2 separate regions of the Mus musculus genome follow, and region 2 is linked to region 1. The links are chromatin contacts, called in public Micro-C maps. All regions are on one chromosome and are shown on one strand. Each heading gives the region's core, a stretch centred on a gene start, on an enhancer-like site or on the middle of the called end of the contact. The rest is flanking DNA. Distances are from core to core; before and after follow the strand shown.

What was found. A called contact is a pair of places that touch in the nucleus more often than the background predicts.
Region 2: a Micro-C map of embryonic stem cells shows a contact between it and region 1, with 6 times the contacts expected there. The contact joins the promoter of 9430038I01Rik here to the promoter of Mgmt in region 1. A contact is called at or near these places in 1 of 39 promoter capture datasets (hippocampal neurons), 7 of 484 Hi-C or Micro-C datasets (LSK cells, Th1 cells, double positive thymocytes and 4 more) and 2 of 115 datasets of contacts at active chromatin or transcription factors (bone marrow-derived macrophages and microglia).

What each region holds. Positions count from the first base shown.
Region 1 is chr7:136,892,228-136,898,180 of GRCm38.p6, reverse strand. It overlaps Mgmt (O-6-methylguanine-DNA methyltransferase), which reads right to left and starts at 3,595. Exons shown (of 5, transcript NM_008598.3): 1 at 3,494-3,595.
Region 2 is chr7:137,407,449-137,413,401 of GRCm38.p6, reverse strand. It overlaps 9430038I01Rik (RIKEN cDNA 9430038I01 gene), which reads left to right and starts at 2,646. Exons shown (of 4, transcript NM_029886.2): 1 at 2,646-2,762. The coding sequence starts at 2,694.

The DNA.
Region 1 (5,953 bases), core at 2,346-4,845:
TCCACTTCAGACCCAGAAGTGGTGTAGGCCAGTCTGTTTATCAGTGTCTGTGGGCAGGCTGACAGGCCACTCTGCTCAGATGAATGCTGGTCTATAGGCGTCTGGTGTGAACCTTCAGGTTTTAGTTAAACAAGAGCCTACAGTCAGACATCAACGCCTTCAGTAAGAACTTGGGCAAGGCCAGCCACACACCAAAACATGGCCAGGCAGACCTGTGGTCGCAGCCAAGCCAGGGTCCTCCAGGGTCTGAGATATTCATGTGTGGCATGTACCCAAAGGCCTGGAGGAAAGTGGATATACAGAAGGCACTTTATACCAGGGTGGGACATTGGCAGGGTCACAATGACATGTGAAGAGACAGGACTGTCCCCAACTTTCATGAAACACCCATTTTTTTGTTTTACTTTCCCATGGTATAAAGCATTATGGTCTCAGTAGACACCGAGTGTGTGTGTTGAACTTTGACCTCTTTCAGGGCTAATGGTTTGTGATCCTTCCAGCCAAGAGAAGCCACAGACATAAGTAGATTAGACATAAGTAGGTCCATTCAAACTGTGCCTCACTGGCCACATGTGGCTCAGGACAACTACAAATGTGGCCCAACAAAAGATTACAAACTTATTAAAGTATTATGAGATTTTTTTTTTTGGTAACTCAACTGTATGATTTTCAAGTGTGAACTTTATAGCTGAAAATGTAATGCGTGTCAAATCGTTGGGTGGGATTCGAGTCTGGAGCATGGTTTACTACGCTCAGAGAGCTTTTTTTTTTTTTTTTAACTTACAGTGTTTTCAGCTTACTCAGGGGTAAGGGGTGGTCATATCTCAAGTACAGGAGCACGTGAGTGGGCCTTTGATAAGGAGAAAATGGAATCCACACAACAGTTATGCTTTCGTCACTTCCTATCAAAACCAACATCTAAGAAAGGCACAGACTAGGAGAGGGTCTTAATGGTCTGACCCTTGGATCCTAAGCATTTGTGCTCCTTAAAATAAGAACAGTTATGATCACTTAAGTGCCTTGTTTGGTCGCCTGGCTGGTTGTGTTTTGAAGACAGAGTTTCAAGGAGTGACTACACAACCTTTCCTGACAATCCTCTTGATTCAGCCTCTCAAGTGCTGGGATTACAAGCTTGAGCCGCCACAGTTTGCATCTAACAAAAAATATATATACATATACGTATATGTATATATATAGTCAACTTGACACATGCTCAAAAAATATATATTATATATATAATATATATTATATGGTAATATATAATGTATATAATATATATTATATAGTAATATATATAATATATGTACATATATAGTCAACTTGACACACGCTCAAAAATATATGTATATATAATATATACAATATGTATATATATTATATATATTATATATAATATATATGTGTATATATAGTCAACTTGACACACGCTCAAAAAATATATATACATATATGTATATGTATTATATATATAGTCAACTTGACACACGCTCAGGTCACCTAGAAAGAGGGAACTTCAACTAAGAAAACGCCTCCATCAGACTGGCCTGAGAGCAAATCTCTGCTGTATTTTCTTCACTTATGACTGCTGTGGACAGGCCCAGCTCACTATGGGTGCCTGGGCACACAGTCCGGGGGTGTGTAAGAAATCAGGCTGAGTAAGATATGTATATATATATAGTCAACTTGACACATGCTCAAAAATATATGTATATATAATATATACAATGTGTATATATAATATATATAATATATTATATATAATATATATGTGTATATATAGTCAACTTGACACACGCTCAAAAAATATATATACATATATGTATATGTATATATATAGTCAACTTGACACACGCTCAGGTCACCTAGGAAGAGGGAACTTCAACTAAGAAAACGCCTCCATCAGACTGGCCTGAGAGCAAATCTCTGCTGTATTTTCTTCACTTATGACTGCTGTGGACAGACCCAGCTCACTATGGGTGCCTGGGCACACAGTCCGGGGGTGTGTAAGAAATCAGGCTGAGTAAGTCACGAGGAGCAAGCCAATAAACAGCATTCCTCCATAGTCTTTGCTTCAGTCCCTGCCTCCAGGTTCCTTCCCTTCTTGACTTCCGGCCCTGCCTTCCCGTCATGGGGAACCGTTATCAGGATATGTAAACCAAATAAGCCCTCCCCTCCCCAAGACTCCTTAGTCATGGTGTTCTGAGGAAGCCATAGAAAACTAAGCCAAGGACACTCCGCACACTGGCAGGCCCAGTGAGGGAGTAGAGACAGGCTCAGATGGGGCCCACTGATCTAGAACAGGACCCAAAGATCGGTGCCTTTTGCTCTCCACAGAAAGAAGTTGCTGTACAAGACACAGCCACCTTACCACAACACCTGAGACTCTGCTTCTTAAACCATGGTAACAGCAGAAACTTCTTCAAAGACATACCACATATTAGTCAAACTCTTATTATGACAGATTTTTCCCTCTAATTGAAAAAAAAATTACTCCCATAGATCCTTGTGGCCTGGCTCCTCTAGACCTCAGACAGTACCAAACTATGTCAATACCCAGAGTGGCCCAGAGTGGGTGGAGCCTCAGGCAGGGCATTTGTGCAGACCATTCTGTCCAGCCACTCTCAGGCTCTAGGTCCTGTCAAATGCTCAGATGACATGCCTAAGCTTACAGGACACTGACCACAGGCCAGGCTTCTCACATCCCCCACACCCAGCACCCTACGACAAGTGCTGCAGATACTGAGAGACACATGAAGTTAAAATCATCTGGGATCACCTGTCAGGGAAGTGAAATGAAGAGCAGGTCTGTCTACAGAGACTCTGCAGGTTGTAGAATACCCTTTCCACAAGCTCCTGTCTGTGTCTGAGGAGGGTCCAGCCAAACGTGTGCACGCACACGTACACTCAAACCTTACTTCTCTGAACTCACAATCAGGGTCTGGATGAGGCAGCTCAGAATAAAATGTACAGAACAAAAACCTAGACCCACTGGGCGCGGAGCGAATGTACTGTTTGTTTACTCTCTGAGGTTTTAACCAGGTGTGCCTAGCACCAGCCATGATGTTGCAGGACCCCGGGGCCTGGTTATTTTCTCCTACTCTCAAGAAAGAAGGAGCTATGAGAAGTATGGGCCTACTACAAGCAGATCTGAGCTACAAGCTGAGGAGCTTCTGGAAGCTTCCTGAAAGAAAGGTGAAGCGGGATCCCCACCCCCTGGTCACCAGTGAAGGGAAAGAGTATGGCCAGGGGACCTGCATGGATCCAGCAGAGACTTGAGAAGTGTTGGGCATCTGGAGGTGTGGCAGGAGACATGCCCAGTCACCAGGCAGACTTGCCCACGAACCCCGGGGCCAAGGGAAGTAGGGCAGCCTGTACAGAAGGGGCTGAGGTCCTAGAGAAAGGAAGGAGTCCTTAGGACAACTCAGAGCCACGACTGTCTCCCTGGACTTCGGCTCTCTCCAGAGAGGGCCCCACACAGTGCCCCAAAACTCACCAGCTTGCAAACTGCAGACAGCAACGGGGAACGGTACACAAGTTTTAGGTGCCTGAGCACCAAGATCTGGCACTGAGAAATACGGGCCGCAGGCGCGTGCACGGGGTGGGGGCGGGGCCTAGCACGGGGCAGGGCCTGGTGGGCGGGGGCGGAGTCAGGGTGCAGTTGATTACTGAGCTGTGGGCTTGTAGTCCGAGGGTGTAAAGCGGGCCTGGTACGCGGGGCGTGGCTCTGGGAGCTGCCGGAAAAGGGGCGGGGAGTGTAAGCACGCCCAGTGTGTGACGCAAGGGTGCCGCTCTGTGCTTCCTCCCTGGGTGCGTGTTCCTAGAGCAGGCCTCTTCTTCCAGACCTGAAACTGGTTCTTTGCCCATCCTAGACATCAGGCCGCATCATCCCACCGGAGCTGAGCTGCACCTTCTCACCTCGACCTCACCACCCCAAGTCCCAGTTTACCCGCTGAGACATAGTCACTATTTGCCAACAGCGCGCACCCAAAGGGTGGTGGAAGAGTTAAGCCCACTAGGAATCCAGTCACTGCCCAGCTGGGCCAGGGCTTTCTTTCAGGATCTTCTTGGCACTTGGAATTGGAATGGCTCAGTAGTGGTTCAGCTAGTGTGAGTATCCAGCATCTGGTGTGAGATGACAGGATTTAAATGTTGTCCACCAAGAAAGCCTTGTTGGAATTCTCCCTCTGTACCTCATAATGGCCTTATTTGGAAAAACACGGAGGTGACACTTGAAGATGATGTCACTAGTTAGGAGAGTCCTAATCTGATATTACTGCTGTCCCTGTGAACAGAAAACTAGAAGCCAGATACACCTGTGTACCAGATGCTGTGCAGGAGGTGAGAACTACCAGCCTCCTGGACTATAAACAAATTTTCATTCTTTCAAGCCACCCACTTTGTGGTACTTGATTGGCGCCCCATGGTATCTGACTTGATTGACATAAAATCCTTAGGGAATGTTATCGTCCTAAAGCTTCAGAGAGACGTGTTGTTAACTTCAGGGTCCCATCCCAGGTGCACATATGCTAAGAACCATGCTGTGGTTTTGTTTGTTGAGACCTTCATCTTCCCAGTGTGCAGCTCTCCTGCCTGGATTTGGTCCTTACTAGTACCCTGGTTCAGTGACCTGGAGGAGCCAACATTTTACCTACCACCTTTAGAAGCGTTGCTCAAAGGTTTGTTGTATGAGGAGCCCCAGTGACTCACAGAGGCCACCATTCACCCTTTGAAGCCGCCCCTCCTCACCTCCACTGTCACCTCCTCCAGACATGCTAAGAATAACTGCTGATAGAAGATAAACGAGACTCCTAGATACATGGGATGATCAAATCAAGTCTCAGAGTCCTTCTGTGTCGTCTACGCTCAACAACTTGCTTGGATTTGTAATTACCTCAGAGACACACCTCTGGGCATTGGAGCTCCCCTCCCCCAATATGGGTGGTGTCATCTCTAAGAACTGAGATCCCAAACTGAATGAGAAGGGAACAAAGGAGAAGATAAAGAGAGCACCAGCACAACTCTCTCTGCATCCTGAGCAGCTAATTCTGCTGTCATGCTGTCCCTTCAATGATGCTCAGCCTTTCTCTGAACGAGAGCGCCCCTCTCCAGCCCTTGATTTCTTTCAGGTATTTGGTTATAGTAATGAAGTGAGTAACTAGTCCACCTCCCCAGCGCTGTGCTCAGACAGAGAGGGGTATTCTTGCCCAGGGACAAGAGACATGAAAGTTTACCCTGGGTCCTGCTCTTGCTTCTTGGTTATCTTGGGTCCTCCGGTTTATCACTCGTACAGTAATTTCATAAGAATCTGTGCTGTGCACTTGTAGACCATACGTGCATATTGCACAGGCTCCTGGGATAGCAACAGACTATTGAGTAAGGATACTATTTGCCAGGCCCCATATAGCATGATGCTACCAAGGCCCAATTAGAACTGGGATCCTAATGGAACTGAAAATGAGAAAGACCAAGATTAAATCAGAGTTCCTGTTGAGACCCCAAACAAGTACACTCTGGAGCCGATGCAATTAATATCAGAATCGTAGCTTGTTAAACTATCTGGGTGGCAGAACTGGAGAGATGGCTCAGAAGTTAAAAACACTGGCTAAGGCAAGACTACCAACCCAGATACAAAACTTTCAACCTACAAAATTTTTCCTGACTACCGTAAGCAAAGGTAGAGGAGAGAGAGACAGAGACAGAGACAGTCAGAAAGAGACAGAGAGAGAGAGATAAATGTGTAAAGTGCCATGAGAGTGAGCTTACCCCTGTCATTGCCTGGAGGGCCAGGAATCAGAAACCCAGGAAAGAGCCAGACAAGTCTGGAAATAGAAGGAGAAGAAGAAAAGGAAAGGGAAGGGAAAGGGAAAGGAGAGAGAGAGAGAGAGAGAGAGAGAGAGAGAGAGAGAGAGAGAGAGAGAGAGAGAGAGAGAAGATATCAATGGAATGATCCCTA
Region 2 (5,953 bases), core at 1,397-3,896, 520 kb before region 1:
AGCTAAAGTTCATCTTCTACAGCACTGGGGATCTACCCTGGGCTACTACCACTGAGCACTTCTCCAATCCAAACTATACCTTCCTACAAATACCCACTGCTGTACCCAGTTCATGGGCTAAGGATGTGGGGAAATGGTTCTGGAGTTAGCTCAAGCATTTTTTAAAGAAAAAAGAGCAGTCTCAAAATGGAGCTGCTCAGCCGGGCGTGGTGGCACACGCCTTTAATCCTAGCACTTGGGAGGCAGAGGCAGGCGGATTTCTGAGTTCGAGGCCAGCCTGGTCTACAGAGTGAGTTCCAGGACAGCCAGGGCTACACATAGAAACCCTGTCTCGAAAAACCTAAAAAAAAAAAAAAAAAATTGGAGCTGCTCCTGAAACAGTCCAGGATTCCAGACACTTAAGTAACTTATCTGTAGATCCGACCCTCTGAGAGATCAGCAGAAAGTCAAACTGCAGTGAGCTGACAAGATTTACAGCCTACAGGAAAGGGATCTTGATCAACTTGGTATTCTCTCATGCTGTTTTTCTTATTTTTTTTATAGAAAGATATATTTTAACTCCAAATTTTTGAGGGGCATGTATGTGAGTGCCAGCCCAAGATGTTGAATCCCCTGGAGTTTTAGGCAATTGTGAGTCAGATGGCATAGGTTGGGGAAACTGAACACATGCACTCTGCAAGAGCAATAGATGCTGGTAATCAATAAACCATCTCTCCAGGCCATGGTTTTTGTTTGTTTATTTTGTTTTGAAACAATGTCTTTCTACGTAACCCTGGTTGGCTAGAACTCTCTATGCAGACCAAGCTGGCCTGGAACTCACAGAGATCTGCCTGTCTCTGCATCCCAAATGCTGGAATTAAAGGTGTACACCAACAAACCAAGCCCTGTTTTGTTCTGTTTTAAAGATTTATTTATGTTTATTTATACAAGTACACTGCAGCTGTCTTTAGACACACACCAGAAGAGTGCATTGGACTCCATTACAGATGGTTGTGAGCTACCATGTGGTTGCTGGGAATTGAACTCAGTTCCTCTATAAGAGCAGTCAGTGCTCTTAACTGCTGAGCCATATCTCCAGGCCCCTGTTTTGTTTTTAAGACAGTTTCTAGTAGCCCAGACTAACCTCCACCTCACTATGATGATGACTTTTGAATTTCTTTTTTTTAAAGATTTATTTATTTATTTTATGTATATGAGTACATGTACAGCTGGCTGTGAGCCTCCATATGGTGGTTGGGAATTGAATTTTTAGGACCTCTGCTTGCTCTGGTTGCCCCACTTGCTCAGGTCAACTCTGCTTGCTCAGTCCCTGCTTGCTCTGGCCCAAAGATTTATTCATTTTATTAAGTACCACTGTAGCTGTCTTCAGACGCACCAGAAGAGGGTGTCGGCTCTCATTATGAGATCTCATTTTGGGTAGTTGTGAGCCACCATGTGGTTGCTGGGATTTGAACTCAGGACCTTTGGAAGAACAGTCAGTGCTCTTACCCGCTGAGCCATTTCACAAGCCTCTGACTTTTGAATTTCTGATCCTCCTTCCTCCATCTACCTTCCTGTCTTTAAGACCCTGTTTGGTTCCTCTAGACAACACCCAGTTAACACACTAGGGAAGCACTCCAACACCAAGACACACTGCCAAGCCTTTTAAAAAATTCAATAGATTCATAATTCCAAAGATACACCAGGTAGGAAGGGTGTGTGACACGAGATTGCGACAATCCATCTCGTGTTAAACTTCACTTCCCACTAGCATTGCCACTAGCTGTCCTCGTGATGTGAAGGCTGCCATCGTCCCAGGAAGCTAACACTACACTGGAACTGGAAAAGGGGATCTTACGGTCTCTGCTCCAAGCAGCTTCTCTACTTCCCACTGGTTCAAACCAGTTCACAGGCCCACTGCTAGACAATCACTGCCAAAGAACTGGCTCTAATTTAATTCGTCAATAAAGCATGGGGGTCTGGGAGCTTTGGTAGAGAACAGTTCAGAACTTTGCGGTGGGCCCTGGAGGGAGGGAGGAGAGGGAGAGCCTATTCAAGCTGCAGCAGGAACCCTGGCATAGCTTCTGAGAAGTCAAGTGTGTAGTTTTCCGTAAAGCCAGGCCGAGAGCCACTCCGTATCCCCGACGCCTGTGGCTGTCCCTGCCCCAGGTCACGGTGTTCCTGTGTATGCTCTCGACCCGCCAGCAAAATCACAGCAGGACTCTGCCCACTAGGCCAGGTTGAGAATTCGAGTTCTCTTGTACCATAGAGCAAAACTGATAGCTGTCAGACTGCAACTCCCAAAGACAACGCCCAGCGCAGCCTCAGGCGTGCCGATTGGTCCGTGGATCTACTTATCAGGACTCAGTAACCAATCACAAGGAAGGAGAGGAGGGCGTGCCTCCCGCGGACCAAGGGTTGCCGAAGGGTGGCAAATCCTAAACAAACGCCCTTTGGGACTGACTTTGTGAACCGAGAATCGACAAGCCACTCACGGCTTGGGCTTGCGAGGCATCGACCTGTGGCTGCTGGAAGAATTACCCGCACTTCAGGCCGTAGGAGATTCGGGTTTCGGCTACTCCTGCCTGCAGCCCCTCTGCGAGGGCAGTCAGTGGAGTCTAGGCTACGCCCCACGCCTCCTCATTGGCTTCTCCAGACACGTGGTCGAGTGGTTCCCGCCTCCGAGTGGCCTGAGAGGCGGTACGTGAAGCCGCATGGACAGCCTGGCGTCGGGCCGCTGGAGACGGCGGAGGACGGAGGAGCTGCCAGCGGCAGGGGACGCGGTAAGCTCCGGGCAGGGCGTGGGCAGAGGGAGGTGGCGTCCTAGCTGGCGCGCGGGCGCCCGGGGCGAGGTCCTTCCGGATGACCGGCGGGCTGGACGTCGTAAGCCTGCTGCCGAGGCGGGGCCAGGGGCGGGGCCTGGGTGGAGCTAGGCAGAGGACAGTCCCGCCCCTCCCGCTGCGCTTGCGCAAAGATGAGGAGCTATGTGCTCCCTTGACTTAAGCTGTAGTATTCTGAGTGTTATGGAGTTCATGGATCACAACTTGCGCCACAAGTCCGCTCTGGCGATCTATCCTCATAAACAAACTGAAAGAGCCAAGTTAAAATTGGAAAGCGGGAAAAGATTTAAAACACCTAGTCGAAGAGGAACAAAGCGATTGAGGAAATCACTCCTAGTCTGACTCAGGAGTCCCGAAGTGAGACTAAAATTGAAATAGAGAGCCAAGAATATCTAAGAAGTCCGTGTCAAAAGTATAGTCTGAGCCGGGAGTGGTGGCGCACGCCTTTAATCCCAGCACTCGGGAGGCAGAGGCAGGCGGATTTCTGAGTTCGAGGCCAACCTGGTCTACAAAGTGAGTTCCAGGTCATCCAGGGCTACACAGAGAAACCCTGTCTCGAAAAACCAAAAAAAAAAAAAAAAAAAAAAAAAGTATAGTCTGGCTAGCATTGTCTAGGCTTCAGTGTCCTTTTTTTTGGGGGGGGGGGGGGCGGGGAGTGTCTTTCTCCGTGTAGCCCTGGCTGTCTTGGAATTCACTCTGTAGACCAGCCTGGCCTCAAACTCAGAAATTCACCTGCTTCTGCCTCCCAAGTGCTGGGATTAAAGGCGTGAGCCACCACTCCCACACCTTCAGTGTCATCTTGTGAAGGGGTCTGACAGAACTGTGTGAAATCTTTCTTTGAGACAAGTTACCCCCCCCCCCTCGAAGCCGCCGCTCTGGGACGCTGGCGTGAGATTCCTGGAGAAATTACCATTTCTTTGGAATCCATTGTTTGAATAGTCTGATAGTTGGTTAAGAGACAGGTCTCTGTAGACCGGTTCCATATCTGCCAAGCCTATAAATGGAGCACTATGAAAGCCCAGGTGCTTAGTCTGTAGAAGACACCTAACTTCCTGCCCCAAACCTGGGGAGAAGGCAAGGGGAAGTTAAGCATTCCTTTAAGGGAAGGTGGAAGTCTTTGGGTAGGCTAAGCTGGCTGTGCCAAGTGCTGCCCAGGAGCTGAGCCTGCAAGGCATCTGACATTGCAACAACCTCTAGAGTTCTCACTAGGTACCTGCACAGTTGAGTTACAAAAAAAAAATTACCAATAAAACAAAACAAAAGAACCCTCAATTGTTGCAGGATATTTGATCACACTCTTCAACCCTCAGATTCTGTTATTTACTGGGAAAACAGCCCTAGCACACACCTTTAAATGCAAACGTTTTTAGCTTGACTGTTGTAAACAGGATAAAACAAAGTCAGCCATGGTCAATAGGCAGAACAAGCAACAGGTGACAGGAAGTGAACATAGAAGTATTAAAACGTCATAGAGAGTAAGGAGGAAGGCAGGAAGATGGACAGAGAGATACACAGGAAGTAGAAGGACACGCAGTTAAAGGGGTTCTTTGATGAAGGTGTGGGAGAATGGCTTTTGGGGGGCATGGCTTTTGGGACATCGACTGAGGAGGAAGGCCAGCTGGGTGTTTTCTCTGTCTCTGAACAAGGAGACTTTTTGTGCCAGCATCTGGCTCCCGAGTCTTCATTGGTAAAATGTAAGGATTGATTTCCTTGCATAAACTTAAATGTACTTACACCGTAAACTTACTTCAAACTGCACTCAATGTTTTACGTAAGTTTATGGTTCTTTGTTGAGACTTAGGCATGGAAGAGGTTAGGAGTAGGCAGTTTGTTAGCAGAATGGTGCTATCTCTTCTCCTTGCATATTGACCAGTTTATACTCGGTTTTCCCCTCATTTACTACCTCTTAGTAGTTTTTTGAGACTGAGTCTTCTCTAGTTGAGGCTGTCCTCAAATTCTGTTACATAACCCAGAATGACCTGCTGCCTCCTCCCAGAGCTGAGATGACAGGTATGCAGCATTTCATTTTCCTTGCTGCTACAAGGCTGTAGACATAATGCATGCTGCTACATCTTTCCAGTCAGCACAACAAAGTGTTACTTTTATTTTAGGTTCCACTTTTGGAGACAGGATCTTTCTACCTATCCCACAGTGGCTTGAAACTTCTCCCCTTTGTAGCCCAGGCTGGTTTGGAACTCTCAATTGTTCCTATTTTAGCCTCCCCAGTGCTGGGATTACAGACATAGCCACTATTCCACCAGCAGGCAACTTTGAGGTTTTTGTTTTGTTTTGTTTCCTTTTGTTTTTTTAAAAAAGATTTATTTATTACTATACATAAGAAGACTGTAGCTGACTTCAGACGCACCAGAAGAGGGCATCAGATCTTATTACGGATGGTTGTGAGCCACCATGTGGTTGCTGGGATTTGAACTCAGGACCTTCAGAAGAGCAGTCAGTGCTCTTACCTGCTGAGCCAACTCACCAGCCCTTTTGTTTTTTTACCATAAGACTAGGGTAGGCGTGGCTTAGTGGCAAAGTAGGTACTTAATATGCACAAGGCCCTGGGTTCAATCTCCAGCAGCACCCACAAGAGAAAAAAGATGGAGCTGGGGAGATTAGCCAATGAAATTCTTTCTTGTGGTGCAAGTGAGTTCAATCCCCAGAGATCAAATGAAAAAGCCACATTTGTAACCGCAAATGTCTCTGGGGAGTCAGAGACAGGCAGATCCCTGGGGCTAGTTGATCAGAGCAGCCTAGTTTACTTGGTTAGCTGTAGGCCAGTGAGAGACTTTGTCTCAAAAAACAAGATGGATGGTGCCTGATAAATGATACCCAAGGTGGTCCCCTGGCTGCTTCTTAGCCTTTTATCTAATAATCCAGAGTGGCTTAGTTATGTAGCTTCTTGTGCAGAGGCTTTCTGTCCTCCCCCTCCCTCACCTCTGGTGCTCACATGCAAATGCATTTGTTTGGTTCCTTGTAGAGCTGAGAATAGTTTCCAGCTTCTGCCCACAGCTCTGTGCACTGTGTACTTCTGCACTTTGTACAGCTGTGCTGGCTAGTATTATGTCAACTTGATAAAAGCTAAAGTCATCTGAAAGGATGGAATCTCAACTGAGAAAATGCCTTCATAAGAC